Regions from separate parts of the Mus musculus genome. Here all the other regions are linked to region 5. A link is a contact called in public Hi-C, HiCAR-type and HiChIP or PLAC-seq data. All regions are on one chromosome and are shown on one strand. Each heading gives the region's core, a stretch centred on a gene start, on an enhancer-like site or on the middle of the called end of the contact. The rest is flanking DNA. Distances are from core to core; before and after follow the strand shown. Region 1 holds the start of Tpd52l1 (tumor protein D52-like 1). Region 2 holds the start of Hddc2 (HD domain containing 2). Region 3 overlaps Rnf217 (ring finger protein 217). Region 4 overlaps Rnf217 (ring finger protein 217). Region 5 holds the start of Nkain2 (Na+/K+ transporting ATPase interacting 2). Region 6 holds the start of Rnf217 (ring finger protein 217).

Evidence for each region. Hi-C and Micro-C count contacts between places; a contact is called where the count stands out from the background. HiCAR-type assays count read pairs that join an accessible place to other places. HiChIP or PLAC-seq counts read pairs in DNA pulled down with a chosen protein or histone mark.
Region 1: a contact with region 5 is called in an H3K4me3 HiChIP or PLAC-seq map of embryonic forebrain, with 18 times the contacts expected there. The contact joins the promoter of Tpd52l1 here to the promoter of Nkain2 in region 5. A contact is called at or near these places in 4 of 39 promoter capture datasets (cranial neural crest, embryonic stem cells, frontonasal cranial neural crest and 1 more), 2 of 484 Hi-C or Micro-C datasets (embryonic fibroblasts and stem cell-derived neural stem cells) and 3 of 115 datasets of contacts at active chromatin or transcription factors (embryonic forebrain, embryonic stem cells and forebrain).
Region 2: a contact with region 5 is called in a HiCAR-type map of astrocytes, with 6 times the contacts expected there. The contact joins the promoter of Hddc2 here to the promoter of Nkain2 in region 5. A contact is called at or near these places in 4 of 39 promoter capture datasets (the 3T3-L1 cell line, embryonic stem cells and hippocampal neurons) and 2 of 115 datasets of contacts at active chromatin or transcription factors (astrocytes and embryonic forebrain).
Region 3: a contact with region 5 is called in a Hi-C map of adipose-derived mesenchymal stem cells, with 2.2 times the contacts expected there. The contact joins the enhancer-like site here to the promoter of Nkain2 in region 5. A contact is called at or near these places in 8 of 39 promoter capture datasets (the 3T3-L1 cell line, 3T3-L1-derived adipocytes, cranial neural crest and 5 more), 3 of 484 Hi-C or Micro-C datasets (adipose-derived mesenchymal stem cells, cerebellar granule neurons and cerebral cortex) and 3 of 115 datasets of contacts at active chromatin or transcription factors (astrocytes, embryonic forebrain and forebrain).
Region 4: an H3K4me3 HiChIP or PLAC-seq map of stem cell-derived neural progenitor cells shows a contact between it and region 5, with 13 times the contacts expected there. The contact joins the enhancer-like site here to the promoter of Nkain2 in region 5. A contact is called at or near these places in 2 of 39 promoter capture datasets (the 3T3-L1 cell line and second pharyngeal arch cranial neural crest), 8 of 484 Hi-C or Micro-C datasets (cerebral cortex, cortical neurons, embryonic stem cells and 4 more) and 11 of 115 datasets of contacts at active chromatin or transcription factors (SST interneurons, VIP interneurons, embryonic forebrain and 7 more).
Region 6: a HiCAR-type map of astrocytes shows a contact between it and region 5, with 11 times the contacts expected there. The contact joins the promoter of Rnf217 here to the promoter of Nkain2 in region 5. A contact is called at or near these places in 6 of 39 promoter capture datasets (the 3T3-L1 cell line, cranial neural crest, frontonasal cranial neural crest and 2 more), 12 of 484 Hi-C or Micro-C datasets (the HL-1 cell line, adipose-derived mesenchymal stem cells, cerebellum and 8 more) and 12 of 115 datasets of contacts at active chromatin or transcription factors (SST interneurons, VIP interneurons, astrocytes and 8 more).

Annotation. Positions count from the first base shown.
Region 1 is chr10:31,444,604-31,447,465 of GRCm38.p6, reverse strand. Tpd52l1 (tumor protein D52-like 1) reads left to right here and starts at 1,508. Exons shown (of 8, transcript NM_001359364.1): 1 at 1,508-1,754. The coding sequence starts at 1,736.
Region 2 is chr10:31,312,046-31,314,873 of GRCm38.p6, reverse strand. It overlaps Hddc2 (HD domain containing 2), which reads right to left and starts at 1,469. Exons shown (of 6, transcript NM_027168.2): 1 at 1,391-1,469; 2 at 238-359. The coding sequence starts at 1,459.
Region 3 is chr10:31,503,016-31,505,804 of GRCm38.p6, reverse strand. It overlaps Rnf217 (ring finger protein 217), which reads left to right. Exons shown (of 6, transcript NM_001146349.1): 4 at 1-32; 5 at 1,983-2,054. Among named protein-coding and RNA genes, the nearest start is that of Gm51764, 56 kb to the right of the region's middle. Within about 2 kb of position 1,489, at least 63 of the 459 cell types and tissues checked have an H3K27ac peak or open chromatin away from gene starts, as enhancers often do. A contact at or near this core is called in adipose-derived mesenchymal stem cells, where this site is marked.
Region 4 is chr10:31,591,623-31,594,397 of GRCm38.p6, reverse strand. The region is part of intron 1 of Rnf217 (ring finger protein 217); the gene reads left to right. Among named protein-coding and RNA genes, the nearest start is that of Rnf217, 17 kb to the left of the region's middle. Within about 2 kb of position 1,482, at least 134 of the 459 cell types and tissues checked have an H3K27ac peak or open chromatin away from gene starts, as enhancers often do. A contact at or near this core is called in SST interneurons, VIP interneurons, cerebral cortex and 8 more, where this site is marked.
Region 5 is chr10:32,888,622-32,891,321 of GRCm38.p6, reverse strand. Nkain2 (Na+/K+ transporting ATPase interacting 2) reads left to right here and starts at 1,407. Exons shown (of 7, transcript NM_001013411.2): 1 at 1,407-1,679. The coding sequence starts at 1,626.
Region 6 is chr10:31,608,454-31,611,158 of GRCm38.p6, reverse strand. It overlaps Rnf217 (ring finger protein 217), which reads left to right and starts at 1,434. Exons shown (of 6, transcript NM_001146349.1): 1 at 1,434-2,705. The coding sequence starts at 1,975.

The DNA of each region.
Region 1 (2,862 bases), core at 259-2,758, 1.4 Mb after region 5:
AGCCAAATCCCTGTTGCAAGGAATGAATGTCCAAGTCTTATGATTATTTAAAAAAAAATGGTCAAAATGTTAAAGGGGCAGTAGCTTAAAGTTTTAGCAATCAGAAATGAGCCAGATGAAAGTAGGTGGCCTAAGATGAAAAGTCAGGAGCTATTTTTAGCTTTTAACAGCTGGGAGTCAACTGTTGTGACTTGGTGTTTAATTTCTAGGATTAAGACGACCAGAAAACCTGAATAGACTCTAAAAGTGATTTCATCATCCAGTAGCCACTTTGTACCTGCCTGGTAACTTTCACTAAAAGTCATTATAGGGTAAATGTCATGAAATTGATTACATACCTATGAGATCTTCAACACAAAACTGAGAAAAACAAACAGACAAACCACCCAACCCAAACCACTGGCATGCTCGTGTGCATGCCACAAAACCACCAGTATTCTTTCTTTCAAGGGAAAGGACACCCATTTTTGTATTTTATCCTGTAACTTTGAGAGTAACTTGGGTGTGGTAAAAATACGACTTTTTGATTGATTAATCACTATCTTTCCTGAGTGTAAATCTACTTGAGGCTCTTTGGCAGAAATTACAGGAGATTTAATATAATAAACACCTTCAATCTCACCAGACTCCCCCATCTATTTTATAGAGAAAGAGAATGACACCCTTTCACGCAAAATTGCAAATTATGTAACACCAAGCATAAGAAAATGCTAGACTGTTTCATGAAGTTTGTGAGACGCTGAGGAAAAGGAAGTACGTAGAGACTGGTGGGGGTGACGTGTGAGCGCCCATTCATACTGTTAGCTTTCCAGTTACACCAGCAGACAAGCCTTGACACAGGACTGAAGTTTTAGTCTTCTCTGAAAAGGACTCCTACACCAATCTAGTGACACAGCCTACAGGCTCGGGATAACAAGACACATGTCCTATTAATGTGTCTTAGGCTCCATGTTCCTTTGTCACTTTTCACTCGGATTTGCTTGTAACACCAAACTCAGTTTTTCTTCTGCCTGTTGGAGTAAACAAAAATCTCAAAATATTGCAGCCCCTACCCCCCACGCCAGCACTGCCCAGTTTCGTTTCAAACTAGATTCATGCCCAACACCCTAAGTGCAATATAGTGTGATGAACTTTATAGAAGAAGTATACACATTACATAACCTTAATAAACTGTGTTTTTGTCCGAGCACTGTATGCTCAATGTTAAATGAGCCAATTACATTAAGTAAGGGTTCTATAAATGGGCATATAACAAAGTTATATAATGGTCAGTTGACAAAAAGAATATGGTACTGGGGCGCCCAGGAACCTAACCTGACTGTCTCCACCAGGACCAATGGCTCAGCATTGTACCCCTGCGCTCCCTACCTCCTTCCTGCCAAGGCATTTGTGTCTTGTGGGCTTCTGGGCTATGGTGTTGGTTGTCTGCGCGTTTGTGTGCTGGAGGGGAAGCCTCCCACTGGGTGCGCAGAGCGGCCGGCAGGTGGCGCCCGACCTGGCGTTCTCGGTTGCGCTGTGTAGCCTAGGTGGATTGGAAGGGGCGGAGGTAACCAGCAGCGGCCAGTGGTGGCCGCCGCCAGTACCCCGCCCCCTCCACGAATGCTCGCGACACGCGCGCCGGGAGAGGGCACGGGCGGCGGGGCTAGCTGTCTTCCGAGCTCGGGAATCGCTACCATCTGCTGCTCTGCGAGGAGTCCGCGTGTTCTCCGCGGTGCTCAGCTCCAAACCGGCCACCATGGAGGCGCAGGCACAAGGTGGGTGGTCGCCGGTCGCCCCCGAGGTCTGGTCCTCAGATGTACAGAGAGACTATTTTCCTTCAGTACCTAACTTTACTCCGGGACAGACAGGGACATCCTACGCAGACGGAACTCTGCGCCTACGCGCGCCTTCGGGATCCTTTGCTTGACTCAGATTTTGCGGTGGGGCTGGGGACCAGGGAAGGGCTGAGGACTGAAAACAGAGTAGCGGGTCTGCAGGGATTGTGTCCTTGTCTGCACTATCCCTTCCAGCAGTCAGTGGGCCATACTTCCTCGTCCTGGAAGGTGTTCAAAGGACCTGTTGTTCAGGCTCCGGATGTCTGCGCTGTTCTTCCCGGGGAGGCGTGGGGAGAGCCGGATCTTCTGGACTCCGGCCTTGGGGCTCACCTCTTGCAGTTCACAAATGCGGGCGGGGGTGACGCGGACCCGAGAGGTGGTGGTTTTGTGGAGACTCAGTGTCCCTGCTATTCGAGGGCTGCAGCGTGGGAGGATTGGCCTTCAAAGGCAAGAGAGCTTCACATTTCCCCCCAACCCCCAACCCCGCCCCCGACATCCAGATTGATAACCCTATCCCAGTTTTTCGTGTTCTTAGAAGAGTCGCTTTCCCACCCCACCCCACCTCACCCCCCACCCCAGCCGCACCCAGTGCCTGCCTTAATTGAGGGTTGGTCACCTGCTCTCCGTGCTCAGGGTGTTCGCTGGAGGAATCCAGAGAACTCTAGGATCATTCAAAATAAGAGTAAAGGGATCTTAGAAAGGATCAGAGATTGCCTTTATTATTATTATTATTATTATTATTATTATTATTATTATTATTATTATACCTAAGTTCACTGTAGCTGACTTCAGACACACCAGAAGAAGGTGTCAGATCTCATTATGGATGGTTGTGAGCCACCATGTGGTTGCTGGGATTTGAACTCAGGACCTTCGGAAGAGCAGTCAGTTTAGAGCAGGCCCTTTACCTGCCGAGCCATCTCATCAGCCCAGAGATGGTCTTATGTGGAGTGAGGGACAGGGAGGACGAAAGCTCTCGGAAATTCACTTTGGAAGCAGCACTCAGAAGGAATGGTTTGCATTAATGCCATCATGACCACCTTTCCTC
Region 2 (2,828 bases), core at 220-2,719, 1.6 Mb after region 5:
TATGGCCTCAGAAATGGCTATCATTATTCATAAAAGCAGATAGTTCAAAGCCAAGTAAATACTAATTAATGCAAAGATACAATTCACACATATTCACCCTTTAAGGCCCTAACTTCTCACTTGTTTCCCCTGAGACCAACGCAGAATGTAACAGAAAACTTACTATAGTTTACAACTGAAGTCATCCTCACACAGAGTCCAGAAACCTTCATAAGCATCAATGTTCAAATAACTTACCTATCCTTGTTAAGACGGTCATCTCTGGTCACCATGGCCATAACTGCCATCCGGTACATGTGATCTGACACGCTTTCTGGCTTTTCGACATTTCTGTATACCCAGCCAGTCCGTGGAACTCTCTAATAAATAAGATAAGGAATTAAACAAAACACTATCCCTGGGAACAACAACAAAAAATGACAGGTGCTCTTCAAGAAAATGCCAGAGAATGGCCACAGAGCCACATGTCAGCTGAGTCGTGGTTTCAAACCTATTTTTTTAAAAATGTTTCATTTAAACTAATCATATCGATAAAAATCTGAAATCTCACTAGTGAGTGGACAATTCACAAATATACAAAAATGTTCAAAAGTATACAAAAGTCCAATAGTCTTTACTCTGTGCTAGTGAAGTATAACTATGGGATAATACACAAAAAGTTTTTAGACATAAAAGCAAAACTGGTGGTACGCCTGGTGGTACACGCCTGGAATCTAAGAACTCAACAGGTGAAGACCCAAGTTCCAGGCTGCCAGCCTGTGCTGTTCATCTGTGGTGTAGTTAGGAAAAATGCAAAGCAAAGCCCCAGTATTATTCCTAACTATGAGAGTAGTAGGTTTGTGCCGTCCAAAAACTCATTTCATACAATAATAGAATATTTTGTACATGCAACATGTGACAGACTCTCCAATTCTAACTCAGATGGCTTGGAGGAGTTTCCATGGCAGTCAAGCCTTTCACTACTTCTCAACCTGTGTAAGTCTGCATTTTCTCTGGGAGTTCTATGCATCTAACGAATTTCACAAATAGTCGCAGTGTTACAGAACAGCTCATCTTGGAACAAAGGGGGCTCTGCACAAGCTCTGCCAAGCAAGGGCTGGTGCACGCTGAAACCGATTTACTGAAACCAACAGTTCCGGAAGTCACGGTGATAGAGGAAGGTTTCCACAGCCTACGTGCAGGGGTTTCGGCTCCTGCCTTCCGCTGCCGCTCCGCAGCATCGCCATGGCCTGGGTTGTGGCCGCGCTGGGCATGGAGCGTGCACGAGTCCCCGGTCCAGCCTCGGCTGCGTACCCGCCAGCAACGCCGGGCTGAGCGAGGGAGGTTGCGTGAGGTCGGTGCCTGAGCTGGGCCGCACCGCCTCCCGGCCAAGCCGATCCCACCCGCTCACCTTGAGCTGCCCAACTAGACGCAGAAAACGCAACAGCCCGGCTCCAGAGCCGGACGAGGCCAAAGCCATGCTGAAGTGCATAAGAGCTGGGCGGTGTCAACCTCAAGCCCCTCCCCATTCCCCTTCAGCTCCTCCCCGCCCTCCTTCAGCTCCTCCCCGCCCTCCTTCAGCTCCTCCCCGCCCTTCTTCAGCTCCTCCCCGCCCTCCTTCAGCTCCTCCCCGCCCTCCTTCAGCTCCTCCCCGCCCTCCTTCAGCTCCTCCCCACCCTTTGGCTCCTCCTCACAGCCCCACTTCCTCCTTTGGTAGAGCACTTTCTCTGTACTAAGGTCTGTGCTCAGACTTTGGATGGTCTCTGCCCAAGTAACCATCAACTTTCACAGGAATCGCAGCTTGACGCTAAGGGCAGAAAGGCCTAAGGAGGATGAAGCTGGATAATGCCTGCAAACCTTGCTTCTTAGAAGCCCAGTGTCTGATTGGCAGGAAGAGCTAGCTATAAGAAGCTTCGCTTAACCAGTTTAACAAAGGCACTGGGCAAGCCTGTGAAGGGAGGCAATGCTTGGCAGACATACCAGGAAACTTTGGAGGAAGCAGGAAATGGGCTAGTAAGAGGAAGCCCATGGTGAAACCACAAGCATCCATTCTGCCAGGAAACTGATCAGGATCTTCCAGGACTACCTGACTAGTTTCCATTGACAATTTGATGGTACAAACTTTTAAATGCAGTTAATGGATATGGACAAATTCAAGCAGAGGGAGTCGAGGATATGAATAAGATTCAAGAAGAAAGAGAAATAAAAAGGAATTCCAATTTTATTTGTAACAAAGTAGGTTTATTTATTTACAGGGCCCTAAAAGGTGATGGTTCTAATGAACCATTGTCTGTTCTCGTTTCTCACTACTTGATATACCTACCACCTCTTCCATATGAGCCCGAATACTATACCGGGAACTATACTAGAAAATGTATAGTCATCATAGCATAATGTTGGTATAGAATGTTGCTCAGTAGATTCTACAGAACCCTGAGGCAGCATCCATGAGCAGCATCCAGGATTCTAAAGTCAGCTCTACAGAAGAAATGAAAAGTTGGCAGTATAGTGTAGCTGTGCATGAGGTCCCAAGTGCTCTCCAGCACTGAAGTAGCATCCATGAGCAGCATCCAGGATTCTAAAGTCAGCTCTACAGAAGAAATGAAAAGTTGGCAGTGTAGTGTAGCTGTGCATGAGGTCCCAAGTGCTCTCCAGCACTGAAGTAGGTGAGTGGTTTGTGTTATCTATAAAGCACAAGCTTCAAATGCCAGCACCACCAGGCTGCCTTGCTATGCTAAGGTCCTAGGTGTAGAAAGCCCTATTCCTGGTTTTATATATAGTCCCTATCTGCTTTCTCCCTATAAATCATACTGTTAGTCACTCTAATCAGAGTGTTTGAATCAGGTGTT
Region 3 (2,789 bases), core at 240-2,739, 1.4 Mb after region 5:
TTTAAGAAGATTAGTTCGAGGGTCAGTCTGTGGTAAGTAGCACACATGATTGCTCTCAGGTGCCTCCTTAGGATCCGAGGAAGGGCAATAGCATGAGAATATCAGCCATGCGAATCTCCAGGGCTTGCTATGGGCCAGGGGTTCCAGTAGGTCCTTTACCAAAGAGTGAGAAGAGAATCACTCCTTTTATGAACAAAATTGAAAAGTTAAGGTTGTTAACATGACATTCTTTCATGATCAGCGCTTCTGAAACCCTGGGAAAGCCAATTGCTGACAAGAAGAATGTATGGACTTAACAGGTATCTAAACACAAGGATGTGCTGTTGATTGTTTATAGAATATGAAATGGGACAATGATGAAAAAGCACACACATCCCAAAGAAATAAACAAATAAAACAGTAAATGTTAAGACACAATCAATGGTAGATTGTCATAGCAGAAATTAAACAAAATTTTAAATTAAAAATGTTTAAATAAGATATAATTTATGGTTGTGAAAAATTATATTTGATTATTGAAAATGATGTTCTAAGAGAATTGTTACTGATCTTGGAATAAGAGAAAGCGTGCTTACTCCACTCAAAATCATCTTTAGCAGTCCATGTCCTACACTGTCAAGTTTATTCCTTCTAAAGGGCAGATATTTGCTCCTTGTATTCCGTGATGGTTGGGAAGAAAATGTCAGTGCTATTATTACTTGACAGTTATATTCTGATGCTGTGAAGAAATGTCTTGGTGGATACTTTAAGGATATATTACTAAAGAGATTAAGCTGTATGTTTATAATATGTAACCCTTTGTACTGTATTCTAGCTTCTTCCACACAGCTCTATGGATACACATGCCCTTGTTCAATAAGATTTCATGTCACTTAACTGAGTTTTGTTATTGTGTAAAGCAAAAGAAAAAAACGTATGTCTGGGCATTATGTTAAATGGACAACAATTCATATCTAAATACTAGGTATTAAGTAATGCTAAAATTGATATTTAAAACTGTATTTTTTTATATCTAGTCATCTAATTCCAAAACTGTTTTCTATGAATTAAAAAAGTTAATTTTTCCTGCCAAACTCCCAACAAATGGCTGAATTATCTTTCATTCATTGGTCAATGATCATAACTTATAGATGGTATTGCTGTGTGATTCTTAAGTAGCTGTGTGACTACTGCAGACTTCCTGTTCCCTTCACACTCTTTGTGACATTTCGTTTGTACGGTTATGTCAAAAGTCACAGCACAGTAACAAGAAATAAGTAACTGTCCTGGTTTTGTCTATGTTGGAGCCTTTTAGAGATATAGGGAGTCCTCTAGTGGCTTCTGGGCTGCAGTTACATGTAACAATGGTGATTATTATCACAGATCAAATATTCATTCAGCAGAGAAACCGCTGGTGCTGCCAAGCGTGCTGTGCCTGCCAGCACTGAGCTGTCTTACAATGCTGCCTGTTAACATTTGTTTCAGTGATTCACTTGGGTAACTTCCAGCACATCACTTACGCAGTGGGAAGTTCCCCTAGCAGTTGTCTTCAGGCATCCCATTTGGAGTTCAGTCTGTTAGACATTCATATGATGTCCCTCTTTATCTAGCAAGTAAATAAAGCATTGTTCTTAGACATGGGGCTGGTCAGACACCCTCTCTGATCCCTACTGGCTGTCTAACTTTGTGAGCTCAATAGATTATCCTCTGAGTCACTCCATTCTTAATCGTTCAACATTTTGTACGTTGAAAGTAGGAGAAATCTAAAGGAAAAGCACAGAGACTGAAGCGCATCAGTGAAAAGGATTATAGTCTGTTTTGGGTATAAATAGTAAGGGACCTGTGGCTACACGGCATCTGCCCATGGCTTTGTGGCACTGTACATACACCATGTATCAGTTCTATATGTGCCCTTAATTGTTCTTATGCTTCTTTAAGGATTACTGTAACTGCTCTGTAACTCAGCAGTGAGAGCCTTTAACTCTTATACTTTTGTTTTTCAGCTGGAAAGCTCTTCATTGCGCCTCTCATCCTGGTTTTGGGATTGGCACTAGGGGCCATAGCAGTTGTAATCGGTAAGACACGTGACATATTTGAGATTAGATTTCTCCCACAGCAGTAGAGACCGTGTGAGTGTACATGTGGTGGTGTGAGTCAGTCAGTTTGTGTGGTTTCTGCTCTGCCTTGCTTAAAACAGCCATGCAGTTCAGGGCATATAAGTCAGAGGAACATGTTTCCTACAGGATGTGTTTATGAGACTTTAGTATATAAACATATGTATTAAAGGAGTAGTTTTCAAACAGCATGATAGTCTGTAGTCTGTTGCAGACACACATTGCTAGATTCTACTGTCAGTTTCTAGCACAGTGTGCTGGCTGGACCCATGAGTTTACGTTTCTAAAATGGTCCAGATGCTACTAATGCTATTAGTCCATCGCTGCTCTGAGAAGCAGACCTTTAGAAATGCCAACCTAAACGCTCTGGACAGAAGCTACATTGATCATTATTCCTATAGAAAACGGGGTGCTTTCCTGAATTAAATGATTTTCCACATGTGAACTTCTCTTTATAGATAGTGACTGTGTGGGGCAGAGAGAATTACAAAATATCTCACATTTAAGTCATTAGAGTCAGTTGGGACTTTAGGAACCACATGTATGTTCTTATATAAAATGTATGCCAACCAATAATGAAATAAATATTATAGTGTGCACATTATAGGATTGTGACAATAAAGACAAGGACAAAAGGCTAGACGGTTTCCTAGAAAACATTGGCTCTGTTGTGCTGGTGGTTTTTTAATTAGACTT
Region 4 (2,775 bases), core at 233-2,732, 1.3 Mb after region 5:
AACCAGATCATCAACAGCTGACTAAATTTTCAAAACTAACAAAGGCAGTTCTATGGCGTTGCTTTTATATGGTTAATTAGTTCATTAAACTTAAGATGTGGGAAAAAAAGTCACCGAATATTATGGATTGTTCCATTTCGGTAACCTCTTGGTTTGTTACAATCTCAATGGACCCTGTAAGTTTGCTCAGAGCATTAGCTAATGAGGTCAAGGTCAAGTAGGCAATCTTCTCACAGGCAACTTGTTGATCAGTGGCCACATCCTTAACCCTGCATAGTCATGGAAGGACCTGTCTGCTGCTGATCATAAGACCAGAGCTCTGGCAAGGTGGGGGAATAATTAATTTTGTCATCTTTTTTGGACTAACAAATCACAGATTGAACAGTCAGCCAAGAGTTTCACAGCTTTCTCCAGAGAGGAATCTCACTGTCCAAAGCTTGCTCTTCCTTCACTAGCGTCAGTACATAGTGGGCATAAGAGGAGCGTGGGAAGGAGGAACAACTTGAGTGTTCATATCCTATTAAAATGAAATCAGAGCACAGAATATTTGGGAGCACATACTCATCTTTATGAGACAGGTGAGTCTTTATACAGTAGTCCATGATCAGTTTTCCCAGAACATTTAAAAAATCAACATGTGAAGAATAAGCTCCTCATGCAAAGATTAGGGTGCGATCTATGACACTAAGTTGTATGTTATGGATTGTTGGAGACAGCAGTTCTAGGAAGAGAGAGCTGTGTTTTGAGAAGTAGTGAAAGTTGGAACTTGGCTGGTATCTGAAAAGTGGCTGTTGCTGTAGAAGGTGGTAGAAAGTAGGTTAAGGGCTGGACACTTGTGAGTTAGAGTAAGCAAACACACACACATACACACACAAATCAAAACACACTTGTGCAAATAGAATGTGTAGTTGACGATGGTTGGAGAAGGGACTGGATCAGTCTATGTAACAGCTGCAGAAGAAAAGCTGAGAGCTGGTGAAAGGTGGTGAGCAGAACTAAGACCTCCCACACAGTAGAGCCTAGACTGGAGTCCCAGCTTCAGAGGGCTCGAATCGGACAAGGCTTGGCCTTCTTCAGAAACAGGAGGAAGTAGCATGTGTGCAGCTGTGGAGGAGGGCGCACAGACCAGCTATGGGTCAGATTCTATCGCTCCTCTGTGAAATCGATACTTTATTCCAACTGTGATGAGAAATCACTGGACCATTTGGTACAGCTGTAGAGATGTCATTAATATTTTAAAAAGATTCTCTCTTCTGTGTGGAATGTAAACTGTGTTTAGAGGGGAAGATAGCAGTAGGGACGTGACTAGGAGGCAGTTGCTGTGACAGCAGAGGGGCCAGTGGATCTGCACAATTATGCAGGTGCTGCAGATGGCTTGTCTGCATTATGTCTGCCTTGCCTTTTGCTTTTCAAAGGTGTTGGGGGTGCTCTGCGGCAGCAGTAGACCTTGCCAGTGCCTGCAGCCACTCTGTTGTAAGGCCTGGAGGTTGTGCAACCCTGTATACCAGCTGCAGTCTTATCTCCCAGGCAACACTGACAGACGTCTCCTTAGCTTGTTTCTCCTGCCAGATTTCCCTTGTCTAGGATGGATTTCTGTTGGCTTGCTTGCTTTTGTGTAGGTTGGGGGCACTGTGTAAAAAGCCATTGCCCTAAAGTATCTGTCTATATATGTTACTGTCTGTAGTTACTTTACCCATTAGAGCCAGTTTTGTGTCCCCTCCCCCTTAAAGTGCCTTTTTGTTTTTCTTGAAAGGAATTTTGTGCTTAATTTGATGCTTAGTGCTTAGCCTTCACCACCCTGTGAAACAAACAAGAGCTCCACCCTCTCCTCATGTAGACAGCAAAGGTGCTACAGCAACAGTGGGCACTGGTCGTTCTGTTCCATGCACGCCTTTGTTTATTGAGTTGGCTAGTAAGTGCCCTTTGCTTCTCTATTTAATTGTGTTTAATTATCTATATTCCCTTTTCTGGTTCTTATTTTTGTAACAGTGTTCTTTTCTGTACTAAGTTACATTTCCTCTGCATTTAATGACTCAGACTCTGGGGTCACAGCTCTGCCATCCACAGAGTGTGCTGTTTTGATGTGGCTGTCCTGTTCTTTGTTTTCAGTAAGCATGTAATGATAAAGTGGCTGCTTAAACAAAGGTCTGCTCTGTTGGGTCTATGCTGAGTAACTGAGTGGCCCCTCCCTCCCACACACTGATTTATTTCCCTCAGTGCCTGAGGATTTCCTGATACATTCTATGTTTATTATAAGACCAGTAACATTTCAATTGGCGTTAATGCCAATGTGATGTTTTTCCATATATGAAAACTACCTTGTGTTTACCTTTAACATAGATCTGTGCTCTAGTATGTTTTGCAGGTATTTTAGGAGAGTATAAATATGTACATACAGTTCAGCTTATGACTAGAAGAAGCCAATCTACTGAGTAGTGTTTACTAAATGTCAGAGATTTTCCAAGTAGATGGTATCATTAGTGAAAGGTACTGGGTAGTGTTCAGGAATACTTCAGTATTTTAAGTATTTATAAAATATGTTTGGAAAGCTGAATAGTTTCACTGTATTTTATGTTAGCAGAACGTTTTAACTCTACAGGAATTTGGACTCTTTTTGCCTTATTTTATTCTACTTTGATTTCCCAAATGGTGACCTTTTCATAAAGGGCCAGGCAAGTCACCTGCCCACATATTGCTCACTGCTCAGATTACACAGGAGCAATAAGGAATATTAGCTTGTTTTTGTTTTTGTTTTGTTTGAGACAGGATTTCTCT
Region 5 (2,700 bases), core at 158-2,657:
AAAGTTACCATACACAAATGTCGTTTTTCAAGGAGGCTTAAGTCCTACTTGTCTCACGAACCTTGTTGGTTAGCTTTTTTTCTTTTTTTCCGGTTTTACATCTCTAACGATGGTATTTTTTAGCTCCATGAACAGTTCTTTTCACTCACAGCACTTTATTCCAATGGCTTTACTATCCAGTGGATCTCAACAGTACACCCTCTCTCTGTAGCCAGATTAGGAATGCTTTCAGTAGCTGTTGGGACTGTAAATGAAATGCCCTCTTCTGAACACCAAGGTCTAAATGACCATCACTTGCTCCAGCATGTTTTTCCCTTCAGCTTTTTACCCGTAGGTGGCAGCAACAGGCTCCAGAGTGCGTGTCCGCAGGTAACTGCTGCTGTCAAACCTGGAGTATGACCAAGCAAGGACACATAACCAACCGGATGGTGCATGAGGTCTGGTAGATAAGTGCTCAAATTTCATCGGCTCCTTCCATTGTTAAGAAAGCAGTCTGAAGCACCAAAACCAAACTCCTACATTTCCTCTGGCTCCCTACATTTTGCAACTTCAAGAGGCAATTCCGTTCGGTCCTTGTAGCAGGCTAATCTTTGAAACTCTGGAATCTCTGTCCCTTGCTGTCCTTGCCTCGTGCCAAGCACAGGACTGTTGGTTGGCCGCCACCGTGTCCACTTCTCTCCCTCCGCTCTTTGCTGTAAGTGCATGCAGGTTTTCCAGTGGGGAAGAATGCCTTAGCGGCACCCCAGTTGATATCTCACCATCCCTTTTCATAACCGTACTTTCACACACACACACACACACACACACACACACACACACACACACACACACACACACCACAGCTTGCACGTGTAATGCTTCTGGCAGGGTTGCCTCAGCAAGACCGATACCAACAAAGCAAGGCATCGCCAAGCAAGCAAGCAAGCAAGCACGCAAGCAAGCAAGCAAGCCAGCCAGCCATGCCACCGGGACTCCTCCGACCCGATCCCTCGCGTTGTTCCCGCAGTCAACGCCCCCGCAGCTCCCAGGCACCGCGACACCACGCCCGCAACGGCCAGGGCTGCTGCCCGCCACGACCTCTGAGAAGTTGTTGATTGGGAGGGGATCCGCTCATCTAGGCAAGGGGAAGGGCGCCGCAGGGCGTCCGCGCGGCCCCCGCAGCCGCCCCGCCCCTGGGCCCCGCACGCGGAGCGCAGAACAGAGGCGCCCGGCGCGCATCTCAGCCGCCCCGGGAGCCCGCGCACCCGTGCGTGGGGAGGGAGTGCGGGGCGGGCGAGCGCTCGTCGGGCGTGGGCCGCAACTTGGCGGGCCAGATGCCCCAGGGCTCGGCGGCGCTGTCTGCCTGCCGCTGCTGCCCCTGCGGGGCCCGGGCGCGTCTCCTTGGGCGGCGCTGCCCGCGGCGCTGGGAGTGCAGTGAACGAGTAAAGGTATGTGTGGCGGGCGCGGCTGGGGCAGCCGCCGCCGCGCAGGACACTGTCACTTCCCTGGACATTGGCAGCGGCATCTGGGAGCCCTAGAGCCCTGGGCAGGTTCTCCTGTCCTTCCCCACGATCTGATTGGATAAACTGGGGCCTCGACGGTGGCCGACGTGGGACAGCCTGGCTGTGGCAGGGGTCTCGGAAACCATGGGTTATTGCAGTGGCAGGTGCACGCTTATCTTTATCTGTGGCATGCAACTGGTAAGTGACGCTTGGGTTCTCTTATTCTCTTATGTACCATTGAGAGAGTGGGCAGGGAGTGTAGTAAGAGATCTGCCATTGAGCAGGACGGAAGGGAAAAGAAGAGATAAAAGATGCCACATATTACCTGTATTTAAAATGATTTTAGGGGTGCAGCAGAAGTGAGCCTTTCTGCCTTTCCCCGTTTCTGTCCCTCTAAGGACAGTTTTGCAGGTGCAGGTTAAACTTGTTATCTTTAATTTCTTTAAGGGAGTGGAGATGTTGCTCTCCTTTTATGCTTGGCATTCTTGCTAATGTGAACAGGATGGTTGTCATATATATTTTACTATATATGCGTGTAAGTTGAAAAGCAGATTTTCAGGCTTTTATATACTTGTTTTGAAGTATTTATTTATCGTCGCTTGATATTTTCTTAGAATATATTGTCTTATAATTTTCTTAAAAACTCCTTGTTTAGGTCAGATGTGTTCTAGCAGCATTCTGAACTAAAAAGCCACAGTGAGTTCTAAAAGTATGTAGATCAGAGAGAGATACTTAAACTCTGCAACACCATTGCCCCAGAGTGGACCTTTAAAACATAAGAGCTACAAAAATTCCAAGAAGAAATAATATCTTGTCTTCCATAATGTACAATATTGCCACTGAAATTGATGCTATTGTTTGATCTCACAGGATGGGGGATTGTATGTAAGTTTGGAAGAATATCCTATTGCTGCTTTTAAAAAGCCAAGAATGCAAATAATGTCTCGATTTCAATTCCTAAAGGCAATAGGAGGAGGGGCTTAGGGGAAGATAGGGTGAAAATTTATGTCAGTGGCAAATGGTTAATTTGAAATAGGGGGCACTTCTGCAACACCAAGTAGCTTTCCATAGAAAGTATAAATTAGTCTAAACAGTTCCCCTTATTTGTTTTATAAAGGGTTGGGGGCTGTAGAATGGAAGACAATTATTGAAAATCCAGTCATCGCAGGGTGTTTAAATGAACAAGAATTTGCTATTAAAACTGACAAAAGAATTTCTT
Region 6 (2,705 bases), core at 185-2,684, 1.3 Mb after region 5:
TATCAGTGGTGCTCCATGAACCTGGGATAGACTGAGCAAAGACCCACCATTATAGGATTGCGTTATGATTCCTCTGTGCTGTTGGGGACCTGTGAGTCCCAGACCTCATGCTAGAGGTGCCAGGCCCAGGAGTCAGGCACGAGAGGATTTACCTAGAGGAAGATGACATGTTGCTCAGAAATGCTAGCAGCATGTAGCAGGAAGAAGTCCTGGTAAGGAAAGAAAGGGCAATCCTTGAACAGGGAGATGGAGTCTTCTGGAGTCCCAGCAACATCCGTCCACTTACCTGTCTGGGCTTTCCAGCGGGTTGTGTTTCTGAGGTGGATACTGAGGATTGAGTGAGTGAGCTATCTCTCCAGGCTGCCTGAGTACCATTTAATCATCAAAAAATAGTTATTCTTCATTCTTGGGTCAGACTACTGAGTGCCAGGGCATCTGGCGGCAAGTCACCATGCTCTGGTGTACCTGAGCTTCAACCGCACCTGATTGAAACCCATGACCTTTGGGTCTCTGCTTGGTCAATACTGAATTCTTAGTTCCCTTGTAGCCTTTGCATTTGCCTTGGAAAATATTTTAGAACAAATCAATAACAACTTCAAGGTTAAAAAATAATCTACACATTTAACAGATTTTTCCTTTGACATGAATGTGTAAATTGAATTCCCTCCCTATTTTAAAAAAATAAAAATGGTTGGCTTCCCAAAAATGTTTTCATTGGCTTTAGAAAACTAAATCACACCAGTGTTTGGGTGACTAATACTTCCTGTAAAATAAAGATAGATCAACACATAATTAAGTTCTGGCTGAGATATAATTGTTGCCTTGGAAACAGTTTTGGGTATGAATATGGTTATGTTAATAAGTTTCCCTGATTCCTAATGATGATCCAGCTGATTAATCAGGCCAGGCTACCCACTTAAAGGGGTTCAGAAACAAAACAAAAACCAAACAAACAAACAAACAAAACCCCAAGAGCCCACAAAAATAATTCGCGAGAGAACACTGAGCAGAGGAAAAGCAGTAAATGTCAGATTAGTTATTCCTTAGTGCTTGTAAATATTATAGTTGGAGGAGCAGACGACAAGTGCTTTTGGGTTATTTATGGTTTTCGAAGATCCTTCCTATCGCACCAGGTAGAATGCACACCATCGCCTCTACTTCTCGAGCGTGACATCCCAGTGTGTTCTCCGTCCAGAGCCCAGGGTCCAGCAGTTTTTGTCGGAAGTTCTACTTAAAGCAGAGCACTAAGGGGCGCCTGCAAGCGCTTAAGCATTTGGCTGGGGCCGAGTGGGAATTCTTAGGGGTGAGAGCACAGCTCAGCTTAGATCACCCTCACTCCTGTGTGCGTGCGACTGTGTGCGTGGGCGCCCGCGCGCGTATGTGTGTACGTGTGGGGAGGTGTGTGCCAAAGGGGTGGGGTGAGGGGAGGGAGCAGGGCCCTAGGTGCTGCACGAGGAGAGGGAGGTCTCCCGCTTCTCCTCCAGGGACACCAGCCACTGCTTGCGGACTCGGCCACCTCTCGGTGACGCCACAGGCCCGGCGACCCTCGGGATCGCCGGCTGCGCGCCCCGCCGCGGAGGCAGGGATGGCGCGGGGCTGACCGTCTCCTCCCGCCTCCCGGGAACTCTTCCGCCCCACCCGGGACTCGCGGGTCCGCGGCAGCGCCGCGACGTGCATGCGGGCCGGGCCCCCTCAGCCTGAGGCCCTCGGAGTCCTCGAGGCGGTGCCCGGCCGCGCCGGACGAGGAGGAAGACGACGACTACGAGGTGGAGGAGGAGGAGCCGGCTGCCCGCACGCTGCGGCCCGGGAGCCCGGGCTCCCCGGAGGGCGCTTGGGGCGTCCCGGCCCCGGAGGAGGGATCCGGAAGCAGAAGGGCCGCCGCGAGTGGAGCGGAGCCGCTTGCCCGCGCTGCCCGGCGCCGGCTGGGGGTCCGGGCGGCTGGATGGGCGGCGGCGGCGCAGGCCGCGGGCGGCGATGGGCGAGGAGCAGAGCACGGTGAGCGGCAGCGGCGGGGCGCGGGCCTCTGGCGGAGGCTCGGCGGGCCAGCCCGAGTCCCCCAGGCCGCGAGGGGACCGCGTCCGGACAGCCGGGCCGCGCGCTGCAGCCTCCTCTTCACGGCCGAACGGCGGCGGCGGCGGCAGAGACCCGGGCTGCGTGGACGCGAGTGTCCAGGAGCCTGCGAGCAACCGGGCCCCGGCAGGGCAGCCCGCGCGACTGCCACTCAGCGGGCCCCTGGACCCCCAGAGTCTGGAACTGCAGCTGGAGCGCGAGGCGGAGGGAGCGGGGCCACGGGAGGCGCCCCCCGGCCAGCAGCCCCCCGACGGGCTGCTCCTGGACGTGCTGGCCCAGCGACACCCGCCCCCCGCCAAGCCGCAAGTCCTCTGCTCCGTGTACTGCGTGGAGAGCGACTTGCCCGAGGCCCCCTCCGCCGAGTCCCCGTCGCCGTCGGAGTCCCCACCTCAAGCACCGCTGGGGCCGATTCCCGCCAGCCCGCCGCCCTCCTTCCCCAGCTCCCCGCTGTCGCTCCCGGCTGACCCCCTTTCCCCCGACGGCGGCAGCATCGAGCTGGAGTTCTACCTGGCTCCGGAGCCCTTCTCCGTGCCTGGCCTATTAGGGGCTCCACCCTACTCTGGCCTGGGGGGAGTAGGGGACCCCTATGCGCCCCTCATGGTGCTGATGTGCCGGGTGTGCCTGGAAGACAAACC